Linked DNA regions of Rattus norvegicus: regions 2, 3 and 4 are each linked to region 1. The links are chromatin contacts, called in public Hi-C maps. All regions are on one chromosome and are shown on one strand. The core of a region is the stretch at or near the end of the contact, and the rest is flanking DNA. Distances in the headings are between cores, read along the strand shown. Region 1 holds the start of Rps21 (ribosomal protein S21). Region 2 holds the start of Osbpl2 (oxysterol binding protein-like 2). Region 3 holds the start of Mtg2 (mitochondrial ribosome-associated GTPase 2). Region 4 holds the start of Ss18l1 (SS18L1 subunit of BAF chromatin remodeling complex).

Region 1 (5,434 bases), core at 2,260-4,759:
AAAAAAAAACAACAAAAAAACAAAAAATAAAAAAAACCCAAAACAAACAAAACCCAGTCTGTTTTGCTAGCCTTGGGGCATGGACTTATAACCCCAACTACTTGGAAGGCTGAGGGAGTAGACTGTCAAGTTTGACACTAGCCTGGGCTACAGAATTGAGTTCAAAGCTAGTCTGGGAAACTTAAGTGAGATGCTGTCTCAAAATGAAAAGCAAAGTAGGGGCTGTGGGTGGGTGGAGAGCTATCCCAGGTTAAGAGAGCTTCCCAGAGGACCTGCTTGCAACTCCAGCTCCAGGGGAGTCAGCTCCTTCTGGCCTCAGTGGGTTACAACACACACATACACACCACACTCACATACTCACACACGCGAAGCCCACCCCCCCATATCATATCCAGGTCACAGGTGTGCCCTCCTTTTCTGATGTAGTCAAGCTGACAACGGAGAGCAGTCATCACAGTTTGGGTGAAGTTATGTAATCAATTGTGAGATACTCATTTCTGTTTGCTTTTTGGAAACAGGGTCTCACCAGATATTCTGGTGTCCTAGAACTCCTTGTGTAGACCAGGTTGGCCTTGAACTATTCCGCCTCCAGAGAGCTGGGATCAAAGGCATACACCGACAATGCCTGGCCACTTGCAAGTTTGTTATTTTTTTTTTTTTATCAAATTTGAAAATTCTTTAGATACTGTTTATCCATATAGTTTATCCATATAGTGCCTCCTCTCCTCTGGGATTCAAATTACATATGCATTGTGCTCCTTTTTTTTTTTTTTTTTGGTTCTTTTTTTCGGAGCTGGGGACCGAACCCAGGGCCTTGCGCTTCCTAGGCAAGCGCTCTACCACTGAGCTAAATTCCCAGCCCCGCATTGTGCTCCTTTTAACAGGCTCTGACTTCCCTCAGACTTTTTTTCCCTTTCTTTTCTTTTTTTAAAGATTTGTTTTATATAAGTACACTGTCTTCAGACACACCAGAAGAGGGCATCGGATTCCATTACAGATGGTTGTGAGCCACCATGGGGGTGCTGGGAATTGAACTCAGGACCTCTGGAAGAGCGGTCAGTGCTCTTAACAGTTGAGCCATCTCTCCAGCCCTCTCTCATACTTTCTAATTTGATTTTTTTTTTTTGAGTTTCACTCTATAGCCCAGGCTGTCCTTGAACTTGCAGCAATCCTTTTCTCAGTCTCAAAAAACTGAAGTGCTGTGATTAGAGGCATGAACTGTCATGCTTTACTCATGGTTCTCTACCGTTTAAAGCTCACAGGTGAGGTTGGAGAGATGGCTCAGTGGTTAAGATCACTTACTGCTGACTGCTCTTCCAAAGGTCCTGAGTTCAATTCCCAGCAACCACATGGTGGCTCAAAGCCATCTGTAATGGAATCTGATGCCTCCTTTGGTGTGTCTGAGACAGTTACAGTGTACTCACATACATATAAAGTCAATAAATCTTTTTCTGAGCTTTCTTACTCATTCAGATTTTTTTGAGACAAGGTCCTACTTTGTAGCCTAAGATCAAACTCTTGATCCTCCTGTCCACACCTCCCTAGTGCGGAGATGCAGGCATGCAGTGTCCTTCCTCTTCCAAAGGTCTGGAGCAGATGGTGTCTGCTAATTCTAGCATCTGAGTTGAGTTCTGGATCGATGTCTTTCTCTCACTAGTGACTGCATTCCTTTGCTGTCTAATCTGGCAGTCGTTGAGAGGACGCCAGATGATGTGAATTTTCGTTGTTGTGGGCTTTTTACCTTTCTGAACTTTCTGTCCAGCACTATGCGTACTCTGCGTTTCTACTTGAATCCAGTCCCCGCTCTTTCTACGACTGCCGAATTTGCTGAGTGGAGTCTACTTCAGGTTTCTGGGTTTCCCTTTGGTCATGGTCTCCTTCCTGGCACACCTGCTGCTTCATCTCTGACCACTAAGCAGGCCGTGAGGGTTCAACTCAACATACACGGATGTAGCCAGACCAGCTGCAGATCTCAAAACTAAGACATAAACAGACCAACCCTGTCTACGTGCCTTGTGGCCTATACGAAAGGTCATTTTCCTAGAGTCAGTGGCTCTGGTGTTCTCACTTCTGACACACAATAAGGATCTAGCGCAAACTCCAGACGCAATGCAGGAAAGGAGTCTGGACAGCTTGAACATGGCAAACATTGCTCTGGCAGCCTCCCCTCCCCCTTGCCTCTGCCTTGCTAAAACCCGACAGACTCCATTCCTAAAGCTAGCCACCACGGACTATCCCTTATTTGGCCACTTCCTCCTCTTGAGGCTGACTACCAAGGTCGGGCTATCAAAAGCTCGCTTTGGTTCACTTAACTATCCAATCAATATACACCACCGTGTCCTAGCCCATTCTAACACAGAACTCCCCCTTTTCACTTATTAAAAATTACACCTGCAAGGTCATTTGTTGGTTTTTCTGTCCGAGTCAGAAAGCAGCCACTTTTAACTTTTCTTTCCCCCATTTAAAAAAGCATCTCTCTGTGAGAACAGGTGTTTGGGTGTGGTTTGTGCCTAATCTGAAAAAGAACCTCTGCTGCGCGGGGAATCTTAATGCACACATGACTACTTGCTTTCCAGGTTTGTGGAGGGCCAACTCCGTGACAGTCCTGGAAGGTGATCACCAACTCAGGGTGTAGGGAGATTCTCCCCAAGACTATGTAACTGGGTGTATACAGATAGATGACATCGGGCATACAGTTCTACAGTAGCCTCATCAACAAGGGGCTTACTGCACACTCTGGTGACTACGGCCTGGGAGCTTTCTTTTTTGGGGGGCAGGAACTATGTAGACTAGAATGGCCTCAGATATCACCTGCCTCGGCAGCCCGAATGCTGAGATTAAAGGCGTGCACTCTCAGGCCAGACTCACTTCCCTAGGCGTGTGGACCGCGTGGTGGCTGGAACCGGACGAGAAGGGGAAGGTTTGGGGAGAGGAGCGGAGCCTGGGGTGAGGAGGGGCAGGACAGCAAGGACGCAGTTCAGTTCTCAGGATGGGTAGGGGGTTCTTGAAGAAAATGAAGGTGCAGCGGAAGGCCAGCGGTCCAGCTCATTTGACGCGACATCAGTTTCCCCTTCCAAGGATTGTGCTTCCGTCCCGGCCTCCCCCCGCAGTCCACGCTCGGCTGTTCCTCTCCGAGGCTCTGGCGGCGGCTTCCCGGAAGCGCCCAGGTCTGTGATGTCCGCGTTCCAGCACAACTGCCTGGCTTCCTCTGACACCATCCCGAGGGCGGCCGGCGGACAGGACAAGTGCAACCCAACTGGACGAGGGCGGAGGGGCGAGACTCCGCGGTGGAGGCGGGGCCTGAGGAAAGAGGCGTGACCTGACTGGAGGCGGAGCCAGGAATCTATGTGCTTTGTGCAGAGCTGCCCGGGCTTCTTTGCACCGGAAGCGGAAGTAAAGGCTCGCAAATAGGCCTCCGGGATGGTGGATACAGTCAGCACGACCCGGAAGCATTTCCTGACGAACCGCCCCTCCTGCCCATTAGTGCTGTGGAAGAACGAGCCACTTCCTTTCTGTGTTCTCCGTAGACCCGTGAGCAGGTAGGCCGCGCGGCGGGCTGTGGGCGCGAGCTGGACCGGGCCGGGCGCGGTTGGGGAGGTCGTGGTCGCATGGCCGGGAGCGCTCGGTACATGGGTCTGGCTAGGGCTCGGAGTGCGGCCTGACTAGCCTTATGATCCGCGTGGTGACTCTGCAGGGACGGCCTCGGTATGCAGAACGACGCCGGCGAGTTTGTGGACCTGTACGTGCCGCGGAAATGGTGAGCTGCGGCATCATCTTTCCTGTGCCCATTTTTCCTACTTCCTTTCATCTACTGTTCTTTTGCGACCTATTACACGCACTGTACTTTTCTTTACTCAGCTCCGCGAGCAACCGCATCATTGCTGCCAAGGACCACGCGTCCATCCAGATGAATGTGGCCGAGGTGAGCTAGGAACCCGATGATGAGGGGGAAGGAATAACGAGGCAATTAAGCCTCTGAGTGCCTGGTTCTCGCGTTGGTGTTTTCTAAGATCGAGGGTAGACCGACAGCGTGGGGTGGGGTCGACTCTCCCAACCTTTTTGTCTTTTCAGGTTGACAGGAGTACAGGCCGATTTAATGGTCAGTTTAAAACCTACGGCATCTGCGGGGCCATTCGCAGGATGGTGAGTTGTTTTACCACATGGACCTCTGCCTTTTAGTACTGTTGATGTAAATATTTGCACTATGATGGTGGTGGTGCCCCTCTCTAGAGCACAGATTTGGGTCTAATTGTGCGTGCTCTGCCCTGCTAAGCAGGGAGCCAGCTCTGGGGATACTCAGGTATTTATTTTTAATTTTGAAGGGCGAGTCAGATGATTCTATTCTCCGATTGGCTAAGGCTGATGGAATTGTCTCAAAGTAAGTGGGGGAAAATGTCACAATCGGGTTGAGTGGCTTGGGAGATAGTGGCCAGGAGATACAACTTTTAATACTGCTTTTTTCCCTTTGTTAGGAACTTTTGAGCCAGAAGAAATCGGGAATAATTTGTTATAAATAAAAGTGATAATAAGTACCTGTGACAGCAAAGTCTGCTTTTACTATGTTTTTATCGTGACTAGGAAAGGAGACAAGCAAGGAAGTATGTTGCAAAAACAAGTTTTACTTTTAACAAAAACATTTAACACCTTCCATTCAGAACCGGCTGGACATACATAAGCAGCATTCTGAGGTCACACACACAGCTGTGCCTGTTGAGTGCTGAAGGTACAGCACCAGGTCTGTGGCATTGGGTCACAGTCCAGCTGGACACCGTGGGCACACCTCGGATTTCTGGACTTAGTCTAGGACAGACACTGTGTTTAGCCTGTCATTTGGTTTAAAGGTTGGTTTTGTTGTAACAGTGCTTATCATACCACATGTCAGCAGCTCTTAGCATTACTGAGGGCAAGGAGGGAAGGACTAACAGCACACCAGCTTGGTAAGATCATAAATATAGAAGCTTAAATTATCACTGTTGCCAGCTTTAACATAACTAGAATAAGCTACCAGGGTATCACCCCCAGGGATAGCCGACCAGTCAGCTGTATCTAAAGTTCATTTTAAGTAAGACATCACTGTCTGCAGATGGCACCCAGGTGCTCTAAGGATAGCGTGCTTACACCAGCATAAGCATGGGCAGGGTAGAAGGCTAGAGTTTACTATCCTTCTACTATCCTTCAAGGTCTCTGTTTAAGCTACTAACATCCATTAGGTAGTTGAGTGGTGTCAGGCTTGAGAGGGTAAGCATTTCTGGGATGAGTGGCTGTGGAACCAAGCACTTGAGAGCAGTGGGACTGGCATCTGCCAGGCTGGTGACCAGTTGTAGGGAATAACAGGCCTGGGAAGGTGGAGGATGGCTCTTGTCTGGTGCCAGTAGGAAGACAGTGGCACAGTCAATACACAGGCAAGTTGGCCTGGATGGCATCTATTTGTGAG
Region 2 (6,318 bases), core at 1,954-4,453, 140 kb before region 1:
AGGCCTCTGTGGCCAGGCTGCCCACTGGCAGCCTACTTCCTGTCCCCACGGAAGATTCCATGGCATGGCTGAGAAGGGAGCTGGAAGTGTGCTCTGCCAGGGGACTGGGGATGTGGGGTGGAGATGGCCTCGGGCTGGCTTCAGCAGCAGGGGCCAGGTGGGGCCACATGCAAGGCACCCGAGTTCCTGGATGCTGTGCCCTGGCCCAGCTGGCCTACAAACTGGCTGAGATGAAGAGATAGCACTCTGGCAAAGAGGTAAGAGTGAAGTGGGTGAAGGGCAGAGGGTGGGTGGCTGGCAGCCTGGCCCTGGGCGAGCTGCTGCTGCTCTTAAGCCTTAGTTTCCCTTCTGGAATGGGGAACGATAACCTCTGCTATGTGTCCTTCAGGGGTGAGGATGGGGAACAGGATGGTGGGGTCTGTGTTGCTATCTGGCTGTGACCACCCACAGCATCAGCTGTGGTCAAGGGAGGCCTTGCGTGGGCCTTGCGAGACACAGGCAGATGGCCTGCCCATGGGGAAGGGGTAGTCAAGACAGACAGAGGGATTCTGTCAGGGAGCCTCTGCCCTCCATTCTAAGCCCTCAGAGTTGGCTTGGTCTCCAGGATTTATCCTGTGATCCCCCACCTCCATTCAGTACTTGGGACTGGATGTATCTTCTATTTACACCATGTGGGGTGGGGCAGCACCTTCATGGCATCCCATTGTGTCCCAGGAGCTGAGCAGGAAAGAACACACTCTCCAAACAGTCATTTGGCACTTCTCAGATGCTGAGAGCACTCAAAGCTGAAGCTACTCTGGGGTCCTGTGATGTGGAATCTGATCTTGTGACCCTCAGCCATAACCCCTTCGGGAAGCTCAGGACAGATCCTGGTCTGGGGTCTGGGCATGGCCAGACTGTTGACCCATCAGACCTCTCTGTGCCTTGTCCCCAGGAGGCATTAACTGGGTTGAGTTCCATGTCTGACATCTGTAAAGTGGGAGCAATGACGCACATCTCCCTGGTCGGCTGCTGAAATGGGAGAACCAGAAGGGACATCATGGAACATGTGGGGGTCATTTCAACTATCACTATCTGTCATGGCAAGATGCAGAACCAATTCTGCCTCTTTCTACACCCTACTAGTCCATCCTAGAGAACACTGCCCCTCGGCGAAGATGGAGGAAGCCCCCTCCCCTACTGACGGAGATGCTGAGCCACCCAGTCCTGCACCTGAGAAAGTCCTGCCACCTGCTGAAAGGCATGGCAGCCCCTAAAAGGGGCAGAGAGCCAGGCGTGATGCTGGGCATCTGTCAGCTCAGCACTGAGAGGTAAAAGCAGGAGGTGAGGAACTCAAGGCTATCCTCATCCCCATGACAGAGCTGGAAGACAGGAGGTTGGAATGCCACCCCAGCCCCAGGGACCACCCTAGGTTAGCCCACCTACTCCACTCAGCTTGGGTGGTTATCCTGCCCAGATGGCAGGGCCCTTTAGCTCAAAGTCAAAAAGCAGGTAGTAAGCTGTGTCCTTCTGAGGCTTGTCCCTTGCATAGGGGCTGATCTTGGAGATTTAGGTGAGGGTGTGGGTGGTGGTGGGTTTGAGGGACTCTGAGCTGGTCTTGGCCAGGTCCCCAGAAAAACTGCTGAACCTGGTCAACCTGACTATCTCCGTGGCAACCGGCTAGCCGTCCTTGTCCTGGCTGGGGGGCCAGCTGCCGCACCCTTCCATCAGCCCTCAGCGGACTGGAGTTGCTTTCTTCAGAGGTAACCATGGCAACGCCTTTGTTTCGGAAGCCTGGCCCGCCTCCCTCTGTCTCTCTCTTTAGGAGCAGAGCATGCAGGGGGCTCTTTTCCAGTCCCAGCACGTCTCCCCTGCGCCATTGAGAAGGGGCCACCAGAAAGCCAGGCTGTCCCCGGGGTGGGAGCCAGAGAGGCAGACAGGGTCTGCTGGGCCACAGAAGCTCATGCACTGACTCCATGTTTGCAGAGGGCATGAGCATCTGCAGAGTGGGCCACAGAGGCAGCCGGGGAGACCTGTGTGTGAGCACCACCTTACTGGAGGAAGTAGTGTGGCCTTGGGGGCAGAATCCTTCATTATGTGCTGAAGGGTCATGGGTCATATGTTACCGATTTCAGAGATTCAGAACCCCTTTGCCAAAACCTCAGACTGGCTTAGCAAAGAACCCCAAGTAGTTACTCAAGAACTGGAAAGCCTAGGACAGATGTCAGGTGCAGCTGGCTTTGGGTGACCTGGGGGTCTTGCTTCCTCCTTGGTTTCCTGCCCTCAAAGGACCAGACACCTACAGTTGCTCTCACTTCACTTGCTTCTGGGTAGGTTCGTAAAAGACAGGAGACATCTGTCTTGCTTCCCTCTGGTTTGACATTGGGCTGAATCTCCTGTCTAGGACTGAACCACATGCCCCATACTTTTGCAATTCCTGTGTCCTGCAAAGTCTAATGCAAGTCAAGTAGCCATCTTGGTTCATGTCACTCAGCCTGTTTCAAACCAGACCCTCATTCAAATGTGATGAGGAGGCTGGGGAGCCCTGGCTACAGAGTAAACTGAGTGTTCAGAGAGGTCAATTAGCTTTCCTAAGGCCAAACAAGCTGCAGGGGTGTCGTGTCCCCAGCGATCCCCAGTTTAACCAGGAGCCACTGCAGACCACAGGGCGCCTAAGGGTGTTAAACAGGATGAACCGGCCAGGGAGGCAACTGGAGGGGTAAACTAGCCCCAGGGTATATTAAAGCCAAGATTGGCGCGCAAAGGCCAGCGGCGACATTTGCCTTTTGTCCAAACCCCAGCAACCGTAAGAAGCGTCTGCAGGGTCGGGAGCCGAAGGATAGGTCTAGCCCAGCGCCAGCCTGGGATCGTCTACGCCCAGCCACCTGACTCACTGTTTGTAAACTAGCCTCTCCCAAGGTCACTCCCCTTCCTCCTGCCTCCCCTTCCTTCTAGCTATAGTATCTGCATAAACCCACCTTTTCCAAGCGGTGATTGGCTGGGTGCGCCGCCACTCCCCTGTGTGAGCCGGACTCTGATAGGGTGGAGGAAGAAGCTGTGCGGAGAACGTGATCCGCATGGCTCCGCCCCCGGCGCGGCCTGCGGGCCGAGCGCTGATTGGCGAGGCGGCGGCTGACGGGCGGCGCGGGGCGCGGCGAGCGGCGCGGCGGGCTGTGGGTCGGAGAGGCGCGGGCCGCACTTCCGCTTGGGTGTCAGAGGGTTGCTGGCCGCAGGCGGGGGCGGGGCGGCCGTGGGGGTCGGTGGCGCCGCGGGGACCGCGTTCCGGTGAGTGGGCTGTGGCGGCGTGGGCGCGCGGGGACGGGTCTCGGGAAGGCCCGTGTGACACCTAGGCCGCGGCAGGGCCCGGGCTGGAGAGTCGTGGCGCTAGGCCGCCGGGATTGTGGACGGCCGCGGGAGGGACTGGGCGCCGTGGGGCTCGAACGAGGTCCGCGGTCGCGCGCGAGGGACTCCGGCATTCTCGCCTCGCTGGGCGAGCCGCGCATCCCTTTGGGGCGCGCGCGGAACTTGGTGCCCGCGTGGCCTCAGGTCCGAGGGCCACAGCGGAGTCGGAGCGCGCCTTCTGATCGCTCGCGCCGGCGAGGCAGCCGGGGCGGTCTGCGCTTAGTGCGGCCGGTGGGCCCCGCGGGGACGCGAGGGCGGTGGCACGCAGTCCCCCTTGCTCTTCCGAGACTCTGCGGCCGAGTTGGGGCACCTCTTGAGAGTTGGACAAGCTTTTGGGTTATGCTCTTTTGGATTGGCCTTTGCACATCTGGTTCAGTGGTTCTGTGGGTCTCCGCACACACCTGGGGGACTAGGCTCCATATCGTCAGAGATGTTGAAGGGACAACTCCTGAATGGGTTCCTCAGGGATGGGGAACTGCTGACCGCTCCTGCGGAGAGCCTGATCCTTGCTGTCACCCATCCTCTCTCCCACCTTCATTTCTTGTTTATGGCTTGTGGCATCTGCTATTTCAGTAAAAGAAACATATAAGGTCAGTTGTCTGAAGTGGGCTCTTACAAGCAACAGGTGCTCCAAAGTGTTAGTTCACTGCCGTTGAGTGAGTAAGGGGACATTTGAGTGGACATATTGTCCCGTCGCCTCCCAGCGCCTCTGATGGTGCCATCTAAAGAGTGACAATGAGGAAATGGGTGCTGCATGTTCTCCATAGAATCTACCTTCCTGTTTGCCCCAGGTACAGTCAGTCTGTCAATAACAACTCTTATCTCAGGGGATGATAATTTTGAGCAATTATTTGTTCTAGATTATTAGAAGCACGTACAGCAGTTAGCACTAACATTATCCTTATTCCTGAGGAATACAGAGCTCAAGGAACTTCAGATCACATAATAGTAAATTAAGTAGCAAAGGTTCTCTCTCTCTCTCTCTCTCTCTCTCTCTCTCTCTCTCTTTCGGGATGGATATTGCCTTATGCATGTCAAGACAAGTGAGTAGCCTCTGCACTATATTTCCCAGCTTTAGTTCGTTTTCTCTCTCTCTCTCTCTCTCTCTCTCTCTCTCTCTCTTGGAGCTGAGGACCGAACCCAGGACCTTGCGCTTGGTAGGCAAGCGCTCTACCACTGAGCTAAATCCCCAGCCCCCCAGCTTTATTTTTTATATTATAATATAATTACATCATTTCCCCCAAGTCCCCTAGTACTCCCTTTGCTCTCTTCCATGGCCTCTACTTCTTGGATTGTTGTGTGTGTGTGTGTGTGTGTGTGTGTGTGTGTGTGTGTGAGAGAGAGAGAGAGAGAGAGAGAGAGAGAGAGAGATCTGTATCCTTAAATACATAAAATACAACCTGCTCAGTTTGGGTAATGTTACTTGAATGCATTATGTTTCCAGGGCCGATCATTTGGTATTGGGCACCAGTTGGTGTGTTCTTTACATTTATTTTGTTACTTTTGAGGAGGATCTAATGTAACTGGGGTGGGCTCAAATGTAGTTGAGCATGACCTTGAGCTTCTGACCCATTCCGTGTTCTGGGATCGCAGGCATGCATGCCACATAGCACCTGTCAAGTTCCTATTTTTGTTTATTTGTTTTTTGAGACAGGGTCCCACTGTGTAACATTGGCTGGCCTGAAACTTGATCTGTAGATCAGACTGACCTCCAACTCAAAGATCTGCCAGTCTCTGCCTTCCATTTGGTGGATGGTTTGAGGCCAGTTTGAGACCAATCTGTCTATATAGTGAGTTCCAGGACTGCCAGGGCTACATAGAACAACTCTGTCTTGAAAAACAAAAACAAAAACAAACAAAAATACTAAGCAAAAATTCCACGAGGTTTTTTTGTTTGTTTGTTTTTTGTTTTTTGTTTTTTTGTTTTTTTGGTTGTCATTGTTGTTGTTTTCTGCTTTGACACATGACTTACTCTGTAGCCCAAACTACCTAGACCCATCCCACAGTCCACCTACCTTATCTGGGATTGTAAAAACCTTATGTGAAAGTTAGGCTGGAGGTGTGGAACCCACCTTTAATCCTAGCACTCAAGAGGAGCCAGGTGTATCTCTGCAAGTTTAAGGCTTGTCTGGTCTACATAGTTCCAGGACAGCCAGGGCCATGTGAGAGATCCTGCCTCAAAAGCACTCTCTCCCCAAAATATACAGACAGACAGACAGACACACACACACACACACATGCAGACATACAGACAGACACACATACATACAGACACACATATATCTACACACATATACATAACATGTGTGTATATATTCATAAGTGTATATGTGTGTATATGTATATTTATGAAAGTCAGTATGAAATTCTAAGCATGTGTGTTAAGCATTTAGCAGTGCATTGTGGCATATGCCCTTTAATGCTAGCACTCAAACAACAAATCACCCTCACAAAAAGGATGGAAATGTAGTTCACTGGGAAGAGGCATTTTCTGCTAAGCCTGATGACTTAAGGTGGATCCCGGGTGGATAAGGCAGAAATCTGAACTATAAGTTGTCCACTGACCTCAACATGTACACTATGACTCCTACATGAGCACATGCGTGTGTATACACACTACACACACACACACACACACACACACACACACACACACACACTCTTAAATTCTGGATTCTTTTTGAGACAGGGTTTCTTTGTGTAGCCATAGCTATCCTGGAACTAGCTCTGTAGACCAGGTTAGCTTTAAACTCACAGAGATTGCCTGCCTTTGTCTCCCATGTGCTGGAATTAAAGGCCTGTGCCACCACTACCCAGCTAAAATAAAAATTTGAAGTATAAGTTTAATAAGAATCTGTAATAGGGGGCTGGAGAGATGGCTCAGTGGTTTAGAGCACTGTCTGCTCTTTCAGAGGTCTTGAGTTCAATTCCTAGCAA
Region 3 (5,596 bases), core at 750-3,249, 180 kb before region 1:
ATACAGTGCAAGCTCCGTTTTACTCACAGAAGAGCAAGGGCCGCATTAAAAGACTTGTCTGTGGTAGTTTCCATATTAATCTAGGATGCCCTCCCTCTCCTGTGGGACTTGATATCAACAGCCATGGGTGTATATGTCTCCTAGGCATAGGGTTTAGGAAACACACAGGCTGGCTACGTGACGGTTTTAACTTCATAGAAATGAGTTTCTGATCGATATGTGTCAGAAGTGATGGCAACTTCATTTTAGGGACTCAGTCTCTTTTGCTCCTTTCCTTTCTGGCAGTTTCTATAAAACCAGTCTTGCAAGCTCAGCTGGGGGCTAAAATATCTCATTGAAAACGTCAAAACATTTTAAGTAACTGTGAAAATGGTTTTTATTACTTGCCAATCTGGGAATATGCCTTCTGCGTGTGCATATATGTGTATGTGTGTATCTGTGTGTGTGCGTTTGTGTATGTTAAAGTGCTGTATTAGTGTGTGTATGTGTGTGTATGTGTATGTTAAGTGCTGTATTTAGTGTTTGTTAATACTTTTTGAAAGAAAAGGACACTTAAAAAATATTATCACCCCAAAAGTTCAATCTGAAATGTCTTACATTAAGAATTTCTTGAATGTTGTGTATATATTTTTAAAAGCACTTTGTGAAATAGTTTATACATTTATTTCCTAATTTATACCTGATTTTGGTGTTAATATATTTAATGATTAATAATAATGTTTATTTAATGTTTTGTTCATTTTTATGTAATTTTGTGGGGAAAGGTGATGCCAGTGTTTTTCATTGCCTGTATTATAGCTTTTCTTCTGTTACATGAATGTTTGGAAAGTCCTAGGCTGAAATGAACCCTTTGTGCGGGCGTGGTTGACTGTGTTTTGTTTTCTGTGACCCCTCCTACTGAAGGCCAGAAAAGATTTGGAAATCACTGCTCATTCTTCCTCCTGTTTCCCAACATCCATTCAACACTTGGTGAACTTGACCACTGATGACTGGGGTTTTCAGATGTGCAGACCACTACCCGATGCTTAGCAGAAGCTGCGCACGTCAGGGGCCACGGTTGTACGGACACCTCAACAGACTTAGCAGATAGCACAGTGGGAGATGGGAAAAGTCCGCAGAGGTACTGGATAGACACAGGCCTGGCCCAGGAAGGAGGTGTCTTCCTCTCCTGTCCTACCAGTTTTCAGACGTGGGCTTAAGTAATGAGTGTCCATTCAAACTTGTAAAAAGAGGACGACTTTCCATTAAAAACACTTTTTTAGCCATTACCTCATCTCTGTTTATTGAACAGGTTACGTCTGTCTTGTTATTTGTGAACGAAGTACAATTTTAAAACACCCTATCGTTTTCGCCCTTTTCTGTTTGGTTGGTTAGACAGAGGATCCCTGTACAAAGCTGTCTCGCCTGGAACTCACAGAGATCCCCCTGCCTCTGTTTCCGGAGACTGAGATTAAAGGCGTGAGACTCCGCACCTGGCTTTTCCCTGGTTTTGTGAGACAGGGTCACTGTGTGTCTCAGGATGGGCTGGAATTCACGGTGATTCTTCTGCTCAGGTTCCTCAGTGCCCTTATAGTAGACTTTTGGCTTCAGTGCTGTAGGGACCCCGGGCTCAGAGGCGGTACCGCGCCTTCCGGCTTGCTGGTGCACTGCGCATGCGCGGCCAGAAACCCGCCCCGGAAGCAGTCGAGCGAGCGGAGGTGGGAGCCTGCAGGGAGCCGGTGGGTGCGGGCGGTGTTTCCCGGTGTGCATTCTGCGGTGGCGGGTGGCTTGCGGGATGGCTGGGCGGGATTTCTGTGTGTCGTGGCTCAGATGGGGACGGCCCGTCCGGCCTGAGCGCCAGAAAGTTGGTTTCTGAGGGATTCGTTCTTGCTTGAGCTTGGTGGTGCCCGCCTGTAATCTCATCTGAGGCAGGTGGATTTCTAGGAGTTCGAGGCCCGCCTAGGCCACATAGTGAGACCATGAACAGAAAACGATGACAGAATGTTACCCTTGCCCAGGTCTTTTGGAAAGCCTTTATGGATGCACTCCTCGGCGTGCCGCCTAACTGGGCATTTGACTTATCCTGAGTCCCTGCCTCCGCGGCTTTATTCTTTTAAAGGTGAGGTAAAGAAACATTCTGCACACTAAGGATCGGTAGAGATGTGGCTGGGGTGAAAGCAAATAGCATTGTTCCTACTCAGGAGCCTAAAGGACCAGGCTCAGAACAGTTTTGGAGCTATCGGAGGTTTCCCTGCCTGCATGTGAACCAGCCTGGGAAACTGGAGTGCAGGGTCGGGAGCAGCTGTCCCTCCAGTCTGTCTGTCCCACAAGGCCCCATAGGGCAGGCACACCGGACCGCAGCGTTGTTGAACGCGTGCTTTATTTTGTTTTTGAAGCAGGCTTTCCCTGGCTCGCCTGGAAGTCAGATGCCTGTCTGGCTTCCAGAGTGCATCTGCCCACCATGCACAGCAGGAACACTTTTTTTTCTTCTTCTTCTGAGTGACGTGTAATTAAGTAAAAACCGTGTAATGTGAATTGTCAGGTGACAAAATGATACTCTGGTTTCTAAATATTTTCCACATGAAGAAGGAAGTAGATCACAAACACATGTAATGAAATGTAACAGTATGTAGCGGAAACAGTAGCGGCGCCCCCGCCCCCCCCCCCCCCCGCCCCAGCGAGATTTGATACCCTGTAGCAAAAGGAAAAGGAAATGCTTAGAATTCAGTTCGCTAACTGTAAATACTATGAATCCATCGTGCTTAGCCTGTAAAAGAATAACACTGGAGGAATGAAAACGTTCCTCAAGAATGTTTTTCCCCCTTCTCCTTTTTTAAGACAGGTTTCCACATATCTGGCTCCCTGGCTGGCCTTGAATTTCTTGTGTGGTAGAGGATGACCTTGATAATCCCATCTTCCCACCTCCAACCACTGAGTGCAGCACAGTGAGTAAGTGATGGCACGCCTAGTGCCTGTGGTTTCCGGGGGTCCACCCCAGGGCTTCATGCATGCTGGGAGGGCAAGCATCCTACCAACTGAGCTACACCCCTCTCCCACAGTGCTTTCTTCTTTCTCAGTGAAGGCGTGGTGGCAGGTGTTTCTAGCGCCAGCTACACAATCAGTTCAGTCAGTACACTGTGGAACCAGGGCAAAAGGTTCCTGGACATTTCCTCTTGTGGACAGTAGCCGGGAGCTCAGCATCCTGTATAGCAACAGTGACCCTCAGGCTGTGGCACTGAAATTCCCTATGCATGAAAGCCTTGCTGTACAGCTCTAAAGTGTCTGGGGTGTCAGGCTCCAGGCCCTGACTCTTCACTGGCCCAGCAACAGCACCATTAGAGAGTGAGCACGCTCTCCTAGCCTCCCTCTGCAGTGTGATGCCGGTGGGCCCTGCCCACTAGGGCTTTCTGTGACGGCACTATCCTTATCCGTCCTGCCTGGTGTAGCCCTATGTGGCCTGTCACACTGAAGAACTAGGTACTTAGGCTTCATTTACTCTCGTAAGTGTGCCGATGCACGCACACACACGTGCACATGTGTGGGTAAGAGGATATTAGGTGTCCTACAGAATGAGATAAAATACTAACCTGGTAGGGGAGTTAGTGATCAAAAAGGTGGATTTCTAAGGGTGGGGTTTCTCCAGATTGTCGGCCCCTCAACCTCCCCAGATGTGGAACTAACTGCATAATTTGTGGTAGCAGAGACTGTGTTCTCCAGCTCCTCAGTTAAAACAGAAGAAAAACAAACAACTCCCAGAGCTGTAACTGCGTGTGGTGCTCACACCTGCAGTCTCAGCCCTCCCTGAGGTGGAGGCAGGGGGATCAAGGCCAGCCTCGGTAGAAAAAGGATTTCTAGGTGGCCTAGGTTACATGATAACCAATCCCATATCAGTCAATGTATTGGGTTGGCTGTGGGGGTTGGGTGGGGTTGGGTGAAGTTGCTTGCCTTTCAAGCTGGTGACCCAGGTTTGATCCTGGAGACTCTCGCTCTCATTCCCTGAGTCTGGATCCTCCTGTCTCATCCTCCCTGTAGTGTGTGTAGCTTTTCGAGGGCTGGAGTCCCAGCTCGAGTCCCTGTGCTCACACAGCAAGCATTCTTGCCCAGCGAGCCATCTCCCCGTTCCAATTGTATTTAATTTTAACTTTACCAATCCCAGTTGGCTGTAGACACTGGATGAGACAGTGCAGAGACAACATTAGGAAGGCAGTGAGAGAGAGAACAGTAAGGGGAAAGAGGTTTCATTTAGTCCCTGACAGGGTGCCACCCGTTAAAAGAGTGGCCACACAAACTGAAGGTGGGGAAAGGAGCGAGCTGCGGCAGTGTCCACCTTTGGTCTTAGCACTTAGAGGCAGAGGCAAATAGGTCTCTGTGAGTCCAGGCCTGCCAAGGCTATATGGTGAGACCTTGTTGTCCCAAAACCAACCGCCCCAGCCCCCCCCCCCCAAAAAAAAGAAAATGCACCACAGGAAGCACAGAAAGAAGGAAGCATGCCAAAGCAGGCCCAATTCTGTGTCAAGACTCCAGGTGGCTTTGCAGCTGTTCCTAAACTTTCAGTTGGGCTCCACCAGTGCCAAACCAGCTGATGGTGTCAGCCTGTGCCTTACAGGTCTAGCTGCTGGTGTGCCGGCAGGTGCCCATAGCAGAGCCAGAAAGAGTGCTTTTCCCTTGACGTACCACACTCCTATGACACTCTTCCCTTCATGCAGTAGCTCAAGTCCTTGGTGAGTTATGTTTCTGTTCTTTGCTTCCGTGTCTCCATTGTCAAATGGGAGTAGTAAAAGACTTTGCTCTGTGGAACCCTTATGGACACAATGGGTTAATCACTGGAACCCACTTTAACAGGGACAGAATTCTGCAAGTAGCACACGAGGGCTGGAGCATTTGCTGCTTGTTGGTTGGGCTTTTTTAATTGTGTTTAGATTTATTTATTTATTTTATGTATGTGAGTACACTGTCACTGTCTTCAGAAACATCAGAAGAGGGCATCTGATCCTGCTACAGATGGTTGTAAGCCACCATGTGGTTGCTGGAATTGAACTCAGGACCTCTACAAGAGCAGTCACTGCTCTTGACCATCTCTGGAGCCCCAATTGATCGGTTTTTCAGGCAGGGTCTCACTTATCTCTGGCTGGCCTCACACCGTGTAGCTGAGACTGGTCCTGAACTTGCTGAGGTAAAATATGTATACCAGCCTTGTGTGTTTATATAAAGTCTCTCTGTAGCCGAGAGCCTGGAAATCATAATAGCTTAGACTGACCTCAAAGTCAAGGGAATCCTGCTCCCCTGAGCTCCACTGTAAGGGTTACAGACGTGAGATCCCATATCTGGCTCATGTTATTAATTTATTACAAAATGGTCTGGGGGTGACGTGGTGGTTAGAAGCACATGTTACTCTTACAGAGGACCCAGATTCAGTTCCCCAACATGCAGAGGTTCACAGCAATCCATAACTCCAGTTCCGGGGCATCTCATGCCTCTTCTGAGCTCCACGGGCACTGGGTGTTCATGTGGTGTACATTCATACATGTGGGCAAAACACTCATAAAGTAAATGAGAAAAAATGTATTTTTAATTTACGTTCAAGCGCTTTTCACATTTGAAAATTAGGTAGAGAAGA
Region 4 (6,042 bases), core at 1,818-4,317, 200 kb before region 1:
ATTAAGGAAAAAAAAAAGATAGAGTAAGCGGAAATCAAGAGGATGGATAGAGGGGCTGGGGATTTAGCTCAGTGGTAGAGCGCTTACCTAGGAAGCGCAAGGCCCTGGGTTCGGTCCCCAGCTCCGAAAAAAAGAACAAAAAAAAAAAAAAAAAAAAAAAAAAAAAAAAAAAAAAAAAAAAAAAAAAGAGGATGGATAGAGACAAACAGGAAGCAGAAAGAAGGGACATTTAGTTGGAAGGGTTTTTTTTTTTTTTTGTTTTAAAGGGGGATGGTTGTGGGATATTGACTGAGAAGGTCAGCTGGGTTCTTTTTGGCCTCTGAGCCAGTAGGCTTTCACCCCGCATAGGGTTCCTGAATCTTCACTGGTAAAATCGAATGAGTGAGGTTTTGTTAAAACAACAAAACCCCACAATAAACCCAGGAAACTTCACTGACACTTAACCCTTCAATCAAGAGAGGAATAGAAACAAATGTAGCAATCCCTGAAAGGGCGGTTGGGCAGAGAGCACATCTCGGTGGCAGCTCCCTCTGACTTGGGACAGGATCATTGGAGCCAGTCCTCCAGATATCGGAAACCTTCTACAGGGCCTACCAAGGGCCCAGAGTGATTTCACAAGTTCCTTCTGGATCCAGAGAAGCCAGCTGGGTGCAGCAAGCAGCTGCCAGGTGGGAGCTCAGGAGACAGACACCCTAGATTCCAGACGATTCCTACTGAGCGCATGGAGACCCCTAGTGTCTTCCTCAATCCCTTCCCCAACTTCAAAAGCAGTTTTAAGTATGTTGTGTCCGTACACCTAGTGTAGCTGCCCAGGGAGGCCAAAGGTGCTGGGACCCTTGGAGCGTGGCAGTTTTGATCCTTACAACCTGGGTGCTGTAAACTAAACTCAGGACTCTTTAAGAGCAGACCTGCACTTTTTAACTACTGCATCATCTGTCCAGCCTGCCAATGTTTTTTTGCTTGTTTGTTTTTGAGACAGCCTCACACTGAACCGGAATGAAGCTCACAGATTCTGCTACACTAACTGATCAGCAAGCTCAATGTATCTTCCTGCCTCTGCCTCCAAGGCGCTGGGATGCTGGGATTCCAAGTACGTCTGTCCCTGGGTGCAGTTGCCTTTAAAAAACAAAAATGGGTTCTGGGGTCCTCAGAGCAAGATAAGATTTCTCTATCTTACCGGCCTCACAGGTTTTTGTTTTGTTTTTGAAAGAAGGTTTCTCATTAGCCATATCTCTTAAGGTTGGAGAAATGGCTCAGCGGTTAAGAGTACTGGCTGATGGGGTTGGGGATTTAGCTCAGTGGTACAGCGCTTGCCTAGGAAGCCCAAGGCCCTGGGTTCGGTCCCCAGCTCCGAAAAGGACTGAGGTTCAATTCCCAGCACCCATATGGCAGCTCACAATGTCTATAACTCCTGTTCCAGGGGAACCAACATCTTCACACAGACATACACATGCAGGCAAAAATACCAATGCCCATAAAGTAAAAATAAATCATTTTTAGGGGCTGGGGATTTAGCTCAGTGGTAGAGCGCTTACCTAGGAAGCGCAAAGCCCTGGGTTCGGTCCCCAGCCCAAAAAAAAAAAAAAAAAAAAAAAAAAAAGAGTACTGGCTGCTCTTCCAGAAGACCCCAGGTTCAATTCCCAGCACCCACATGGCGACTCCAGTTCCAGGGAATCTGACGCCCTCACACAGACATATATGTAGACAAAATGCCAAATGCACATAAAAATAACTTTTAAAAAAACACGTTAATAATGCACACATACACACAAGCACAAAGAGGGTCTTTAATTTTAGAAGCCCAAGCTGGTTTTGTACTTGTAAGATTTTCGAGCCTCCTCAACCTTCTAAATGCCAGAAGTATATAGGCCTGCACTTCCAAGCCTGGTCATTCCAGAGTTCTTGGGTTCTTGCAAGCGCTTCAAGACTCGGAACCACGTGTGTTCCCGAAGATCCGGTGACTCCGGAAAAACCAAAACCAAAACCAAAACTGTCTCACTGCTGACTCTTGCAGGTGTGAGGCAGCCCCTTTCCAAATAGCGATAAGGTCTTTGAACAAAACCGGGGGCGCGGTGAAAGGGGCCCACCGGAACCAGAACGCAGCGTCGATGGCGCAGGCGGACCCGGAAGCAGCCTGTCACCATCGCAGGGACCATGAACCGCCCTTTGTTCATCCATAACGCCTAGCTCGCAAATCCAAAAGTCCCTACCGGCGCCGGATACAGCCAGCCTCCCGCTGCCCGCGCGCACCTGCGGCCTCCGCCGTCCGCGCCGCGCACACAGCACCAAGATGGCCCCGGCCCAGCCCCGGGGATGCGCTCGCCTAGACGCTCCGCAGTGGGAAAGACAGGCAAAGTCGCTCGGCTCTCTAGGGAGCGCGGCGCAGGCCCCGCGGCACGGCGCCCTTCCTACGTCGTCACCGTTCAGCTCCCGTCACCTCCCGTCCACCCGCCGCCAGCAGATAGCACGGCCTCCAGGCCCTGGTCTCCGTGCCCCGCTTCCTTTTGCACCCCGCCACGCAGGCCCCCGGCCGGCTCACCGCGGTGGAGCCCTTCTTGACCGCCTCCTGCGCGTACTCCACTTGGAAGAGGTGGCCGTCGGGCGAGAAGACGGTGATGGCGCGGTCGTAGCTCATCACTGCGGACGCGCGAGCTCAAGCCGCCGCCGCTCAAAAGCGCACACTCACCTTCAGCGCCCCGCCCGCCCGGGCCACGCTGCTGGCGTCTGCAGCGTCCGGCGTCAGGGGGACGTGCGGCGCGGCGCGGCGGGGCGGGGCAGGGCGGGCGGAACCACCGAAACCCAGCACAGGGGGCAGCGTAGCGGCAACCTGCTGGAGGCAGAGCGGAGGCCGGTTGTAGGGGGGCTCCGCACGGGATCCGGTCCCGGGAGGCAATCGAATAAGGCGCGGGGACGCGGGGGCCTCGAGCGCGCATTGGCGATAGGCAGGCGGGCGAGCCCACGGCACCGCGCCCCCCGCGCCCCCGCCCCCGCGCTGCGGAGAATGGGCACCTCGGGCCGCGGGGCGCAGCCGGAGAATAAACCCCAATGATCACGGGCTGAGTCCGCACCACCACCATGTCCGTGGCCTTCGCGTCGGCGCGGCCGAGAGGCAAAGGGGAGGTCACTCAGCAGACCATCCAGAAGGTGGGCAAGGCCGAGGGGGTACAGAGTGCGGGTGGGCGCGGGACAGGAACAAAGCCGGGGCACAGCCCGCTGCACGGAGCCCTGACGGCGGCTCCGCGCGCCCCCTGGAAAGCCTGCGCCAACTTTGCCGGAGGCATTGGCAGCGGGGGCCAGGCGGCCGCAGTGGGTGGGGACCCTGAAGCACGTCGCGCGGTGTCCTCCGAGAGCGCCCCAGGCAGCAGACGCGGCAGTGCGAGACGCCGGGGCCCGCGGCCCCTCCAGCGGGGCGGGGGCTCGTCGCGCTCCGCTGACAGTCCTGGTAGCGACGGTCGCGCGCCTTTGCGCGCAGCTTGGCGAGTGGAGAAGGGGGCGCAGGCAGCCTGGAGGCACGCCGCTGCGGCGAGCTGGCGGCTCTCGTGAGGTACTGCGGTGCCCTGCACAAAGGGATGCATCCAAAGTGTGCGTGCCATCCCCAGGGCCTGCACCGCTGTCCGAAGCTTGCTGCCCGCGGCGGACCTGAGGCCAGCGCAGCCCCGCCCACGCTTGGGCCGCTGGGCATCAGCGAGCCTCGCCTCCTGCACCCTGGCTTCAGACACCGCAGGTTTGTCCTGCAGTCTCTCTCATCCTTTAGTTTGGGCCAGTTTCCCATAGAAGGCGTTTGCGTGGGTTTGTGGGACGTCTTTAACAAAAGGAAGTTTCAAGTTTTGACATAGACACTTTAGCTTTTTACTGTTTGCCTTCGCTGTTCTGAGCTTCTTGCGCGCCGGCTTTTAATTCTGGTTCCTTCTACAGAATTCCTGAATTCCCTTGAGCCAGTTAGGTCCCTAAGGGCATTGGCCTTTCTACTCCCTCATGACCCGAGAGGCTTGTGGGGATTTCCTTCACTTGTCGCCTGTTTCCCAGGTCACCCTTGCTGTCTCCTTAGGTATATAGTGGTTATCACAGTTGGCAAGCCCTAGTCAGGGGAGATTATTGGAGCAGAGCAGAAATACAGGTTTTGTACTTCTTGCCACATTTAACTTTTTGCAGAAGTGACTTAGTGAAGGAGGCTGAGACTGCACAGGCTACGTGGGAGAGCTAATAGTAGCCCTTCCGTGTGACTCCATAGGCTGCTGTTCCTTTGGAAGTGGGTCTTCAGTTCAAGGTCCTTGACCCGGTAGGGCTGTGCGATCCACTTCCTGTCTCTGTGAATCCTTTACTGAGAAGGCTCGAGGGGATGTGTACTCTGACCTGTCTTGGTGATGTAATCACATTCTGAAGCAAGTGCTACAAGATGGAAAGTTTAGGGACAACCTGAGCTACATGACAAAGTCCAAGGGCAGCTGAAGCTGCATAGCAAGATCCTGCATGGAAGCCAAGGTCTAGGGATGTGTCTTAGTAGAAAGACTCTTTTTTTTAATTTTTTTATTTTTTAATTTTTTTTTGGAGCTGGGGATCGAACCCAGGACCTTGCGTTTGCTAGGCAAACGCTCTACCACTGAGCTAAATCCCCAACCCCAGTAGTAAGACTCTTGTTTAGCACACAAAGCGTTAAACTATACACACACACACACACACACACACACACACACACACACCCCACACAGGGCTATGTATGTATCTTAGTAAAACTCTTGTCTAGCATGAAAAACCCTAAACTACACGCACGCACGCACACAGGCACGCACACACGCTAACCAGCCCCTGCTAAGACCACTGGGGAGAGCCAGGGATTTGGGAGAAGGCTGGTCAGTGGTCAAAGCAAACAAAGTAACAGCTTGTTTTGGGAGGACAGATCCTGCTCAATCTTCAGAGCACCGCAGAACAACCTCTCCTTAATCTTCTCTTGAGAGACACAAGGCCATTGTAGGACTTTGAGGCATTGTCGGTGGCATACAAGTGAGTTAGCATGTACTGAGGTAGCCTTTGCTGGTCCCTAGTCTTGCATGGTACACCCTGTATACTATAGAATCTATAGCACAGGTTCTGCCTAAGCGGATATATCCGTGCCCCTTAACTCTCTGACTCGCCACAACCCAGGTGATATTAGACAACCGTCTTCATTCGCTCACACTGCTGAGGTGTGAGCAGTGGCTGCCTCCCTTCCCTCCTGAAGTTCCAGAGGAGGCTACCTCATACCTTCTCAACTTCACGTGGCTGCCACAGCCTTTGGTGTCCTTCGGTCTGCAATGAGATCTCTGTTTTCCTCTTCTGGGATCTCCTTGCCTGTTTTTCTACCTCTTCTTATAAGGATAATGATAACGTTTCTTTGCAAATAGACTTCTTTCCAAGTTGAGTGGCTTTCTGCAGAAGCAAGGGTGTAAAGTCAGGGAGTTTGGGCAGGCAATGGGTAGTTCTACATGTGGCCCTGCAGGGAGTGGGGACCCAGAGTGGAAGCCTGGAGAGCTGGCCTGACCTGGAGCAAGTGAGCTTGCGGTGACAGCACTGGCACCGGAGAGGGATGGAGTCAGAACTGTGCTTTTGTGTGGACAGTGTGGGTGCCTGGGATCCTGAGATGTCTGCAGCTGGCAGAGACACCACTGACCAAGGACCAAATCTGTCTTCCTCTGTACTAGCTAAGGGCCATAGTATACCAATGTCCAGCACTATGCTCCTGCCTATAAGAAGGCCCACTGGACGCCCCCTGCTGTTTCATACAACAATTACACAGTGAAAGTCATGTGTCTCTGTTGCTGATTATATTGGCTTTTTTTTTTATTCTTAAGTACATACATGGATACATGTGACACGGTGTACAGGCAGAGGTCAGAGGATTAGCTTCTTATCCTTTGACCTGGGTTCCAGTCTCCAGGCTTCTAAAGCCAACCCAATTAGAAAGGCCAACTTGGCTGCTTGGAACGTTAGAGCTATCCCCATAATGGTGGATGGCGAGTGGAGCTGAGTCTGAGTCTGCTATTAGAGTGGAAAGGTAATGGCTCT

Evidence for each region. Hi-C and Micro-C count contacts between places; a contact is called where the count stands out from the background.
Region 2: a contact with region 1 is called in a Hi-C map of mammary epithelial cells, with 4 times the contacts expected there. The contact joins the promoter of Osbpl2 here to the promoter of Rps21 in region 1. A contact is called at or near these places in 3 of 12 Hi-C or Micro-C datasets (frontal cortex, mammary epithelial cells and psoas muscle).
Region 3: a Hi-C map of Schwann cells shows a contact between it and region 1, with 5 times the contacts expected there. The contact joins the promoter of Mtg2 here to the promoter of Rps21 in region 1. A contact is called at or near these places in 5 of 12 Hi-C or Micro-C datasets (the Rat2 cell line, Schwann cells, frontal cortex and 2 more).
Region 4: a contact with region 1 is called in a Hi-C map of liver, with 2.4 times the contacts expected there. The contact joins the promoter of Ss18l1 here to the promoter of Rps21 in region 1. A contact is called at or near these places in 3 of 12 Hi-C or Micro-C datasets (the A7r5 cell line, liver and psoas muscle).

What each region holds. Positions count from the first base shown.
Region 1 is chr3:187,720,529-187,725,962 of GRCr8, forward strand. Rps21 (ribosomal protein S21) reads left to right here and starts at 3,510. Exons shown (of 6, transcript NM_031111.1): 1 at 3,510-3,539; 2 at 3,695-3,757; 3 at 3,859-3,922; 4 at 4,072-4,143; 5 at 4,323-4,378; 6 at 4,473-4,532. The coding sequence starts at 3,708. The coding sequence ends at 4,482. Cables2 (Cdk5 and Abl enzyme substrate 2) reads right to left here. Exons shown (of 11, transcript XM_008762589.3): 11 at 4,600-5,434.
Region 2 is chr3:187,585,359-187,591,676 of GRCr8, forward strand. Osbpl2 (oxysterol binding protein-like 2) reads left to right here and starts at 3,204. Exons shown (of 14, transcript NM_001013079.1): 1 at 3,204-3,264.
Region 3 is chr3:187,541,606-187,547,201 of GRCr8, forward strand. It overlaps Mtg2 (mitochondrial ribosome-associated GTPase 2), which reads left to right and starts at 2,000. Exons shown (of 8, transcript NM_001013924.1): 1 at 2,000-2,098; 2 at 2,822-2,928. It overlaps Ss18l1 (SS18L1 subunit of BAF chromatin remodeling complex), which reads left to right. Exons shown (of 11, transcript NM_138918.2): 11 at 1-1,268.
Region 4 is chr3:187,518,549-187,524,590 of GRCr8, forward strand. Ss18l1 (SS18L1 subunit of BAF chromatin remodeling complex) reads left to right here and starts at 3,068. Exons shown (of 11, transcript NM_138918.2): 1 at 3,068-3,144. The coding sequence starts at 3,076. It overlaps Psma7 (proteasome 20S subunit alpha 7), which reads right to left and starts at 2,698. Exons shown (of 7, transcript NM_001008217.1): 1 at 2,540-2,698. The coding sequence starts at 2,635.